Linked DNA regions of Sus scrofa: region 1 is linked to region 2. Evidence: chromatin contacts called from public promoter capture Hi-C data. All regions are on one chromosome and are shown on one strand. The core of a region is the stretch at or near the end of the contact, and the rest is flanking DNA. Distances in the headings are between cores, read along the strand shown. Region 1 holds the start of GIT2 (ARF GTPase-activating protein GIT2). Region 2 holds the start of SRSF9 (serine and arginine rich splicing factor 9).

What was found. Promoter capture Hi-C pulls out the DNA fragments that hold promoters and counts their contacts.
Region 1: a promoter capture Hi-C map of fetal skeletal muscle shows a contact between it and region 2, with 6 times the contacts expected there. The contact joins the promoter of GIT2 here to the promoter of SRSF9 in region 2. A contact is called at or near these places in 1 of 5 promoter capture datasets (fetal skeletal muscle) and 1 of 2 datasets of contacts at active chromatin or transcription factors (alveolar macrophages).

What each region holds. Positions count from the first base shown.
Region 1 is chr14:40,992,848-40,997,559 of Sscrofa11.1, reverse strand. It overlaps GIT2 (ARF GTPase-activating protein GIT2), which reads right to left and starts at 1,574. Exons shown (of 18, transcript XM_003483442.4): 1 at 1,366-1,574. The coding sequence starts at 1,417. It overlaps ANKRD13A (ankyrin repeat domain-containing protein 13A), which reads left to right and starts at 1,678. Exons shown (of 15, transcript XM_021074290.1): 1 at 1,678-1,788.
Region 2 is chr14:40,430,815-40,435,346 of Sscrofa11.1, reverse strand. It overlaps SRSF9 (serine and arginine rich splicing factor 9), which reads left to right and starts at 1,397. Exons shown (of 4, transcript NM_001195566.1): 1 at 1,397-1,612. The coding sequence starts at 1,425.

The DNA.
Region 1 (4,712 bases), core at 325-2,824, 560 kb before region 2:
AGAAAATAAGGAAGTGGAACAAATAACATTTTTAGAGAATACGATGGAGTTTGTATAACACATTAACTTGGTTTCTAAAACACCTCTTTTTAAACTCCTCCACCCGTCTCCCTATCTTCAAAGGAAACCGGTAACCCCACTTACATTATAGAGGCCATGAAATAACCACATAAGGTTTGAATTATCATAGTACTATTTAAAAATCAGTCTCCACTTCCATCTGACAAGACAAAGTTTGGAACAGTCGCAAAAACACTGGTGCGCAATGGTTTCATTAAGATTGTTTACTGGATGCTGTGGTGCCATTTTACCTTTTGAATTACTTCAAATTCAAAGCAGAAAAATACAAGCACTGAGAACAGTACAGAGACCTGTCAACTCAGTTCCAACTGCTAAGACGAAAACTACACATGGGAGGTTTAGTTTTGGCCTTTCAGTGCTGCCATATGCCTATATTGCCTAAATGCCCAAATGGGTCTACTTGTCAGTGATGTGGTGTGTGTTGGTTTTGTAAGCTGTAATTAATGCATGATTTAGAAATTCAACTATAGTTTTAAGGGACTGTAAAGGTTCTGTACACAATAGGGGAAAAAAATTTAAATGAGATGATGCTAAGAATATTCACTGAATCTTCCCTACCGCTAAGCACCATACTCCCCATTATCCCCATCGGAAAAATGAGGAAATGAAGACTCGGCCAAATGAAGTCACCAGCCCAAGGTCACCCAGAGGGAACATCTAGTTTGAACTCAGACGGTTCAGATCTCAGAACCTGAGCCAAGCATTGCCTCCCAAGTGCAGGTGGCGTTTGCAAGACCCCGACATCCTGGAGACTCTCTGCCGTGGAGCGGGAGTCGGGATGCCAGAAATGGCGAAATCGTCCATGGGGGTCCTCTGGCGAGTCTCAGTGGAGGGAAGGGGTGAGCGTCGCCCACTACCAGCAGGGCGCCTCCGGGGACGGGGGTCTTGGGTGACTGTGGGAAGGGGGTGGTGACACCTGCAGTCTCTGGGGGCCGCAGCCGGGAAGACGCTCGCATTTTACTTCTGTAATTGGCCTTCCTGTGGATTGCCCAAGCCCCTTCCTGTTAGGAAAGCGGCTCCGACCCCACCGCCTCCCCGGACGGCCTGGGACAGAGTGAACGAAAGGGAAAGGAGGGGCGGGAGGGCGGCGGCCCCCTGCCCGCCCGGCTCTGACAGGCCAGGGGCAGGTTCTGCCCCAAGACCGCCCCCCTTCCTCCTCGTCGTGACCCCAGGCATGGGATGCAGAGGTCGACTGCCGGGACCCGCCCGGCTCGAGGGGCGGCCCCGGGGCAGGGGTCCTGGCCAGGAGAGCTGAGGGGAGCGGGCCCGGCTGATGAGACTCACCTGGCCCGCTGCAGTCAGCGCACACTTCGCTGCTCCGGAGCCGCTTCGACATGGCTCCCGCCTCCCACCTGCCGGGAACCTGGGGCCCCGAGACAGCGAAGGCGGCGGCGGCGGCGGCGGCGGCGGAGGCGCTTCCGCTCTAACGGGTCCCAGCGGCGGCGCTGGCGGCAGCGCCTCTCCCTGAGCGCCTCGCAGCCGCGGCCCAGCACGCACGCGCGGGGAGGCACCCTTTGGCAATAGGCAGATCATGTGACCGGAAAGGGCACGCTGCCCTGTCGCCATATTGAGTGAGGGCAAGGATCTTCCGTCCTGCTTCCAAATTTTCTGTAATTTGTCTCCCTCTCCAGAAGAAATTCGCTTCTTCCCAGCACTGATTAATACCAAATCTAGTAACCAGAAGTCTGCAGCTGCAACCTGCCTGAGGTAATCAGTAGTCAAGTCATTTCGCATAACTTTGGCCAAGTTCATTTATATATTCTTTCCTTTATTCAGCAAATTACACACAGTGTTCCAAGCAGTGAAGAAAGAGTAGTGAGCCAAGAGGACAAAATTTCCTGTCTTTATGGAGCTAACATTCAATTGTGCTAGATCTACAATAAGTAAAATAAGGGTATATTATGTGTTTCCTTATGCTGCAGTTTTAATATAATCTGCTAGAGGAAGATAATGTGTATCTACCGCTAGCCTACAATTTTCTTTTGTATGGCTTGCACCTAAAAATGATTTTCATAGTTTTATTTTTTTGTTTTTGTTGTGTTTTGGCATGTGGAAGTTTCAGGGCCGGGATGGAACTGGAGCCATAGCAATAATCGAGCCACAGCAGTGACAACTGAGTCCTTAATTGCTCGGCCATCAACTCTTAATTTTTACTTGTTTTGTTGTTTTTTAGGCCATATGGAGGTTCCCAGGTTAGGGGTAAATTGGAGCTACAGCTGTCAGCCTACACCACAGCCATAGCAATGCGGGATCCCAGCTGCACCTGTGACCTACCCACTAGCCCACAGCAACACCAGATCCCGGACCCACTAAGCGAGGCCAGAGATCAGACCTGCATCCTCAGGTTTACTGGTTGGATTCCTTTCCACTGCACGACACAGGGAACTCCTAATTTTTACATTTTTGAAGGATTGTAAAGAGGAAGGAGAAGAGGGAAAGGATGAATATTTAACAAAACTCATATATGAAACGTATAGCTAAATATTTACTGTCTGGCTAAGAACAAATGGAATAATTCACAGAAGAGTGTGGTATGCTTGCCTCAGAGTGAACCCTCATTAATAGTAGCCTCTTGAAGTTCCCGTCGTGGCGCAATGGTTAACGAATCCGACTAGGAACCATGAGGTTGCAGGTTCAGTCCCTGCCCTTGCTCAGTGGGTTCACGATCCGGCGTTGCTGTGAGCTGTGGTGTAGGTTGCAGACTCGGCTCGGATCCCACGTTGCTGTGGCTCTGGCGTAGGCCGGTGGCGCAGCTCCAACTAGACCCCTAGCGTGGGAACCTCCATATGCTGCGGGAGCGGCCCAAGAAATAGCAAAAAGCAAAAAAAAAGTAGCCTCTGTTATTATTGGAATTTGATATTACTATTATTTCTTAATCACAATTTTGAGGATAACGATAGATAACCTAATATACAGGATGGTATGAGATAAACGCAATGAAGTGAGTTTAATCAGTGTGATAGAGAGCAGAGGTGTGACCCTAATGCTAATGAATATTTTGTGTATTATATGTAAACCCAACTATGATCTCCATTCAGCAAATGTTCGATGCCTATCATGGGCCAGGTATTTGTTTTGCTTTGTTTTTTTTAATTTATTTTTATTTATTTATTTTTGCCTTTTTGCCTTTTTCTAGGGCCCCACCCACAGCATATGGAGGTTCCCAAGCTAGGGGTCTAATCAGAGCTGTAGCTGCCAGCCTACACAGCACCTCGGGATCTGAGCCGAGTCTGTGACCTACACCGCAGCTCAAGGCAATGCCAGGTCTTTTTTTTTTTTTTTTTTTTTTTTTTTTGTCTTTTTGTGTTTTCTAGGGCCGCTCCTGTGGCATTTGGAGCTTCCCAGGCTAGGAGTCTAATCGGAGACGTAGCCGCCAGCCTATACCAGAGCTATAGCAACACGGGATCCAAGCTGGGTCTGCGACCTACACCACAGCTCACAGCAACGCTGGATCCTTAACCCACTGAGCAAGGCCAGGGATCAAACCCACAACCTCATGGTTCCTAGTCGGATTCGTTAACCACTGAGCCACATGGGGAACTCCCGGGCCAGGTATTATTTTGACTTTAGGTACTCTGGTGAACAGCCATTGTGAAGTTCTCCAACTAATGAATTAAGAGAGATTAGATAAGCATGAGACAATGAAGAGAAAGATTAAATTGCATAAATCTTCTTAAAGGTTAGGAAGTCCTGAAGGAGATGTCAAAAGCATGGGTCTTTGTTTCATTTCTCCATTTTTATAAATGAGTGGTGTGTGCATTAACATATATTTCCCACACATTCCATAGCTAAAGCCTCTGGATGCCATCCTGATGCTTCTACATCCTGTTTTGCTTCATGTATTCTCAAATCTTCTGGACTCAACACCTGTGGAGAATGGATTAAGCCTGAATTCTTGAACAGCTGTTGTTGTAGGCATCTGAAAAGCTGGCTATTCACAAGCAGGGAAGGCAGAGGATGCTTTCAGAATGCATTAAATAACTTTGCCTAGCTATATGATCTAGTAGACAGCTGTGCAGAAAGTTCAGGCTGGTGAGCAGATGTAAGTTTACTTGGTTCTTCATTGAATCAAGGAGCTACGGAAGTTCCCATCATGGCACAGTGGAAATGAATCTGATCAGGAACCATGAGGTTGTGGGTTTGATCCCTGGCCTCGCCCAGTGGGTTAAGGATCTGGCATTGCCGTGAGCTGTGGTGTAAGTCGAAGATGCGGCTTAGATCCTGTATTGCTGTGGCTGTGGTGTAGGCCTGCAGCTGTAGCTCTGATTTGACCCCTGGCCTGGGAACTTACATTTGCCATGGGTACGGCCCTAAAAAAAAAAGAGAGGCAAGACTATACAATGAAGAAAAGATAGTCTCTTCAATAAATGATGCTAGGAGGAATTCCCACTGTGTTGCAGTGGGCTAAAGATCTGGCATTGTCACTGCAGTGGCTTGGGTCTCTTCTTGGTGCAAGTTCGATCCCTGGCTCAGGAGCTTCCACATGCTGAGGGAGCAGCCGGAAAAAAAAAAAAAAAAAAAAAAAAAAAAAAAAAAAAGAGTGGTGCTAGGAAAACTGGACAGCTACATGTAAAATAATAAAATTAGAACATTCTCTAACGCCATCTACAAAAATAAACTGGGAATTACCT
Region 2 (4,532 bases), core at 148-2,647:
TCATGGATACTAGTCAAATTCATTTCCACTGAGCCAGGACAGGAACTTCTCCCGCATTTTATTAGGAAAGTTTTCAAATATACAGAAGGGTTGAAAGAATGGTACAGGGAACACACTGAATACACCCGTCATCTAGATTCTACAGTTAACATTCTGCTGCGTTTACTTTCTCACATATCTACCCATCCAACAATTCAGAGGTTTCATTTTCAACATGAAACATCTTTCTAGATCAAGACTCTTTAGATGCAAGGCCTCATTCTTTTTTTTTTTTTTTTAAGGGCTACACGCGTGGCATATGGAGGTTCCCAGGCTAGGGGTCAAATCGGAGCTACAGCTGCAGGCCTACACCACAGCCACGTCTGCGACCTACACCACAGCTCAGGGCAACGCTGGATCCTTAACCCACTGATCGAGGCCAGGCATCAAATCTGCATCCTCATGGATGCTAGTCAGATTTATTTCCGCTGAGTCAGGATGGAGAACTCCAAGGCCTCACTCTTTTAACGTCAGTGCTTTGCACTATGGAATGTAAATGTGGAAACGTTCCAAAGTACGGGACTACCTTAAGCTCCTGAGCTTCTGAAGGACTCAGCGCGCAGGCTGGAAGCGTAGCCATGGGTTCTAAACCCAACCCCATTAGGATACACACGTTTTCTCACCTGTGACATTGCAATCCCTCCATGCTGGGTGAGGATTAAAAGCACAGATCTTGAGAAGCACTCTATAGTGACGGTCGCTATAGTTTTGTTTCTTTTACTTCCTCCTAGTCTCCGATAAGCTTCGAGTCCAAGCTACCGGGCCCACCTCAGGTCCCTCACATCCATTTTAGCCCGCCTTACACCCTTAGTTCTAAGCAACAGTAAAATAGGGACAGGGTGGCCCGGAAGGCTACAGACCTGAGGCTGAGGGCCGCGATGGCTGCTGGGGGGTCGCCCTGAGGCCCCGGCCGACTTCCTCTCTCCGGCGCCCCGCACGCGGAGTGACGGCCCGCGGGGGTTGCCCTGGTTTCTACACCCTCGTCATATCAGTAAGTGCTCACAAAAGCCTATGAGGTAGACAGCGCTACATAGGGAGAAAACTGAGGCCCAGGAAGCCTGAGTCACTTGCCCAAGTCCACGCAGCTGGCGAGTGACTGAAGTGAATCCAAAACGCCCGACTCCAAGGTCTCGCTCTCTCCAGCCGCCAGGGTCCCACTTTGCACCTACAGGGGGCGCCGGCTTGCACGCACGCGCAGTCGTTGTGGCCGCGTCCCCTTTAAGAGGGTTCCTTTTGCCTCCTCCGACCCCTTCGCTTCCGCTCGCCTTCCCACAATGCTGTGCGGCTGAGTGCCTCCGAGCCCGCGGGGACGCTGCGGGGGGACCCCGGCTGAGGCGGCGGCGGCGACGTGGGCTGCGGCGGGCCCGCGGCGTCGGGCGGTGCGGATGTCGGGCTGGGCGGACGAACGCGGCGGCGAGGGCGACGGGCGCATCTACGTGGGGAACCTTCCGACAGACGTGCGCGAGAAGGACCTGGAGGACCTGTTCTACAAGTACGGCCGTATCCGCGAGATCGAGCTCAAGAATCGGCACGGCCTCGTGCCCTTCGCCTTCGTGCGCTTTGAGGACCCCCGGTGAGGCCCCCGCACCGCCCGCCGGCCTAAGGCCCTGTGCCCCCTCCTTCCCTCATCCCCCATCCCTTTCCCGGGCCTCCCCTCCCTCCGCGCCGTAGACCCTTCACGGCGCCCCCGGGTGGAGGCTGAGGCCTCTCACCGCGGGACTCTGGGCCGTCCTTTAATCCGTCGTCACTTCCTCTGTTATTATTTTTTACTTTACTTAAAAACATAAAAGGCGGACCTTGTGAGGACCCAAGCCCGCCCAGACAGGCCTCCGCGATAGTACAGACGGGCGTTCTCTCCCTCACAGCCGGACAAGCACCCTTCGCGGGTAGCGGCCCAAGGCTTGAGAAGCTTGGCCCCTGAGCTGGCCCGGGAGAGGACTGGGTGAGGAGCAGAAGTAGTCGGTCGCCCTCCCTGGCCACCCCACCCCCAGCTGGAACTCTCCGTTGGCAGGGAGCTTGGTGCGGGAGTATGGATGCCTTTCGAGGGGGCTTTTGATGGAACAGATCGCCAGCCTCAGGGACTCGTTCTTATAAAAGCATCAGGGATTTGGGGAAACTTCTAAAACAGTCTGTTGGCATCTCTGATGTCACTCTGTCTTCTCTATTGCGGGAGGCAACTCTGGATGCTAAGGGCCCCGGGGAGTTGGAAGCTCTCGATCCTGAAACCAGCTCGAAGGAATCTTTGGTTTTGTAAAGAGTGTCGGCCCTTGGCCCAGAAAAGGCCTGAGGACTTTCAAAACTGAGGTTGGTGGTTCTTAGAAGTCACTGCACTGTGCTGCTTACCTCACTCGGGGTAAATCCAAACCCGTTCTCCATTTTTTAGCATTGTCTCAGGAAGCACGTTGCCTAGTCTGTGCCCTGTGGGCTTCACTCCGAAGACTGCCCCTGGGTCCGGGGTGGTGGTAGGAGGCAAGGGGAGCCTCGGGAGATGGGGAGGCAGGACGCATCTTGAGGTTTTGATGGCTGAAGATTCTGACAGTTCATCCCTAGTGTCTTATCATTTGCCTCAAAAGTGAAACTAGGCATCTTCACACCTAAGGTGGAAAAGGTTGCAGTTCTATTAATTAGTAATACAGTTCTAGGATTTTTTTTTTTTAACTGATGCTATGTGTCATACACCATGTTATGTATTATTTAGCATTTTCAACAGCCTATAAAATGGGTGCTTTTAATCACATTTTACAGATGAGGAAACTGAGGATTTAGAATTGATAAAAGAGAGGACTACTAAGGGAAGGTAGAATTTGACTCCCCTCTTCTGCTCCTTTGAATACAGTCTTACTATATGACATGCCTCATTGTCATCTCTTCCTTCATTCCTTTCATAGTAGAAAAGTTACCTTTTGATATTACTAAATGCCAAGTTTCAAGCAAAGCACTCCACACATAGTATCTTATTTAATCCTTATAAAAAACCTTATGAGACAGGCCATATTACTCACGTTTAATTTTAAAATCTTTTTTTTTTTTTTTTGTCTTTTTGCTATTTCTTTGGGCCGCTTCTGCGGCATATGGAGGTTCCCAGGCTAGGGGTCGAATTAGAGCTGTAGCTGCTGGCCTACACCACAGCCACAGCAACGCAGGATCCGAGCCGTGTCTGCAACCTACACCACAGCTAACGGCAACACCGGATCGTTAACCCACTGAGCAAGGGCAGGGATCGAACCCGCAACCTCATGGTTCCTAGTCGGATTCGTTAACCACTGCGCCACGACGGGAACTCCTAATTGTAAAATCTTGATCACATACTTACCTAGACACAGCCTGGTAGGTAGCAGAAGAATGATTTGAACTGAGATCAATTTTTATTCATAGTGAGATCTTAAACCCTAGCAGTTCTGCCTCTCTCCCACTATATTTTGAATATAGCTAGGGTTGAGCTGGTTGTGGTCCTCCTTGCTTTTAATCCTGTGACTAGAATCTTGGTAAGTGATTATGTGCTTGTGACAACCGAATGATGCCTTCATTAGTCCATCTTTGGTTCTGCTTGTCCTCCCAACCCCTGATGGCATTCTTTCTCCCGTCAATACAAGAGAACCAACTTGGCTTCCTTCTCTACCACCCTAGAAAAGAGTTAAAAGCATTACTCTATTGGATGTTTAGCTCTTTTGGGGAAACTGTACCCAAAGAATGGTTTTGACAATTTAATATTCCAAACCATGCTGAAAAGGTACACTTGAGGGAATTCCAAATTCCTCACAAAACACTAATGTTCCTTTGTCTTTTGAACCTTACCTTTTTTTTTTTAATAGCATTTTTTTTGTATTTTTGTTTGTTCGTTTGTTTTTTGTCTTTTCTAAGGCTGCACCCACGGCATATAGAGGTTCCCAGACTAGGGGTCTAATCGGAGCTGTAGCTGCTGGCCTATGCCACAGCCACAGCAACGCCGGATCCTTAACCCACAGCAACGCCGGATCCCTGCGAGGCCAGGGATCAAACCTGCAACCTCATGGTTCCTAGTTGGATTCGTTAACCACTGAGCCATGACGGGAACTCCTGAACCTTACCTTTTTTTAAATGAGTTTTTCTTTCTATGGACGTGATGATACTAGGCCTTGAGGAAGAATATTAAAGGACTAGTGTGTGGTGCACATTCTGAGAAACAGCTCACCAAGATTAGAGAAACACTGTTTTTTTATTGGCTTTTTTTTTTTTTTTTTTTTTTTTTTTGGTCTTTTTAGGGCTGCACCCGAGGCATATGGAAGTTCCCAAACTAGGGGTCAAATCGGAGCTGTATGGCCTACATATAGCCCCTGCAACTCAGGATCTGAGCCACGTCTGCGACCTATACCAACAGCTCACGGCAATGCCAGATCCTTAAACCGCTGAGTAAGGCCAGGGGTTGAACCCACATCCTCACAGATACTAGGATACTAGTTGGTTTGTTGCTGCTGAGCTTCGACGGGAACTCTTTTTGTTGGCAAATAAACTCC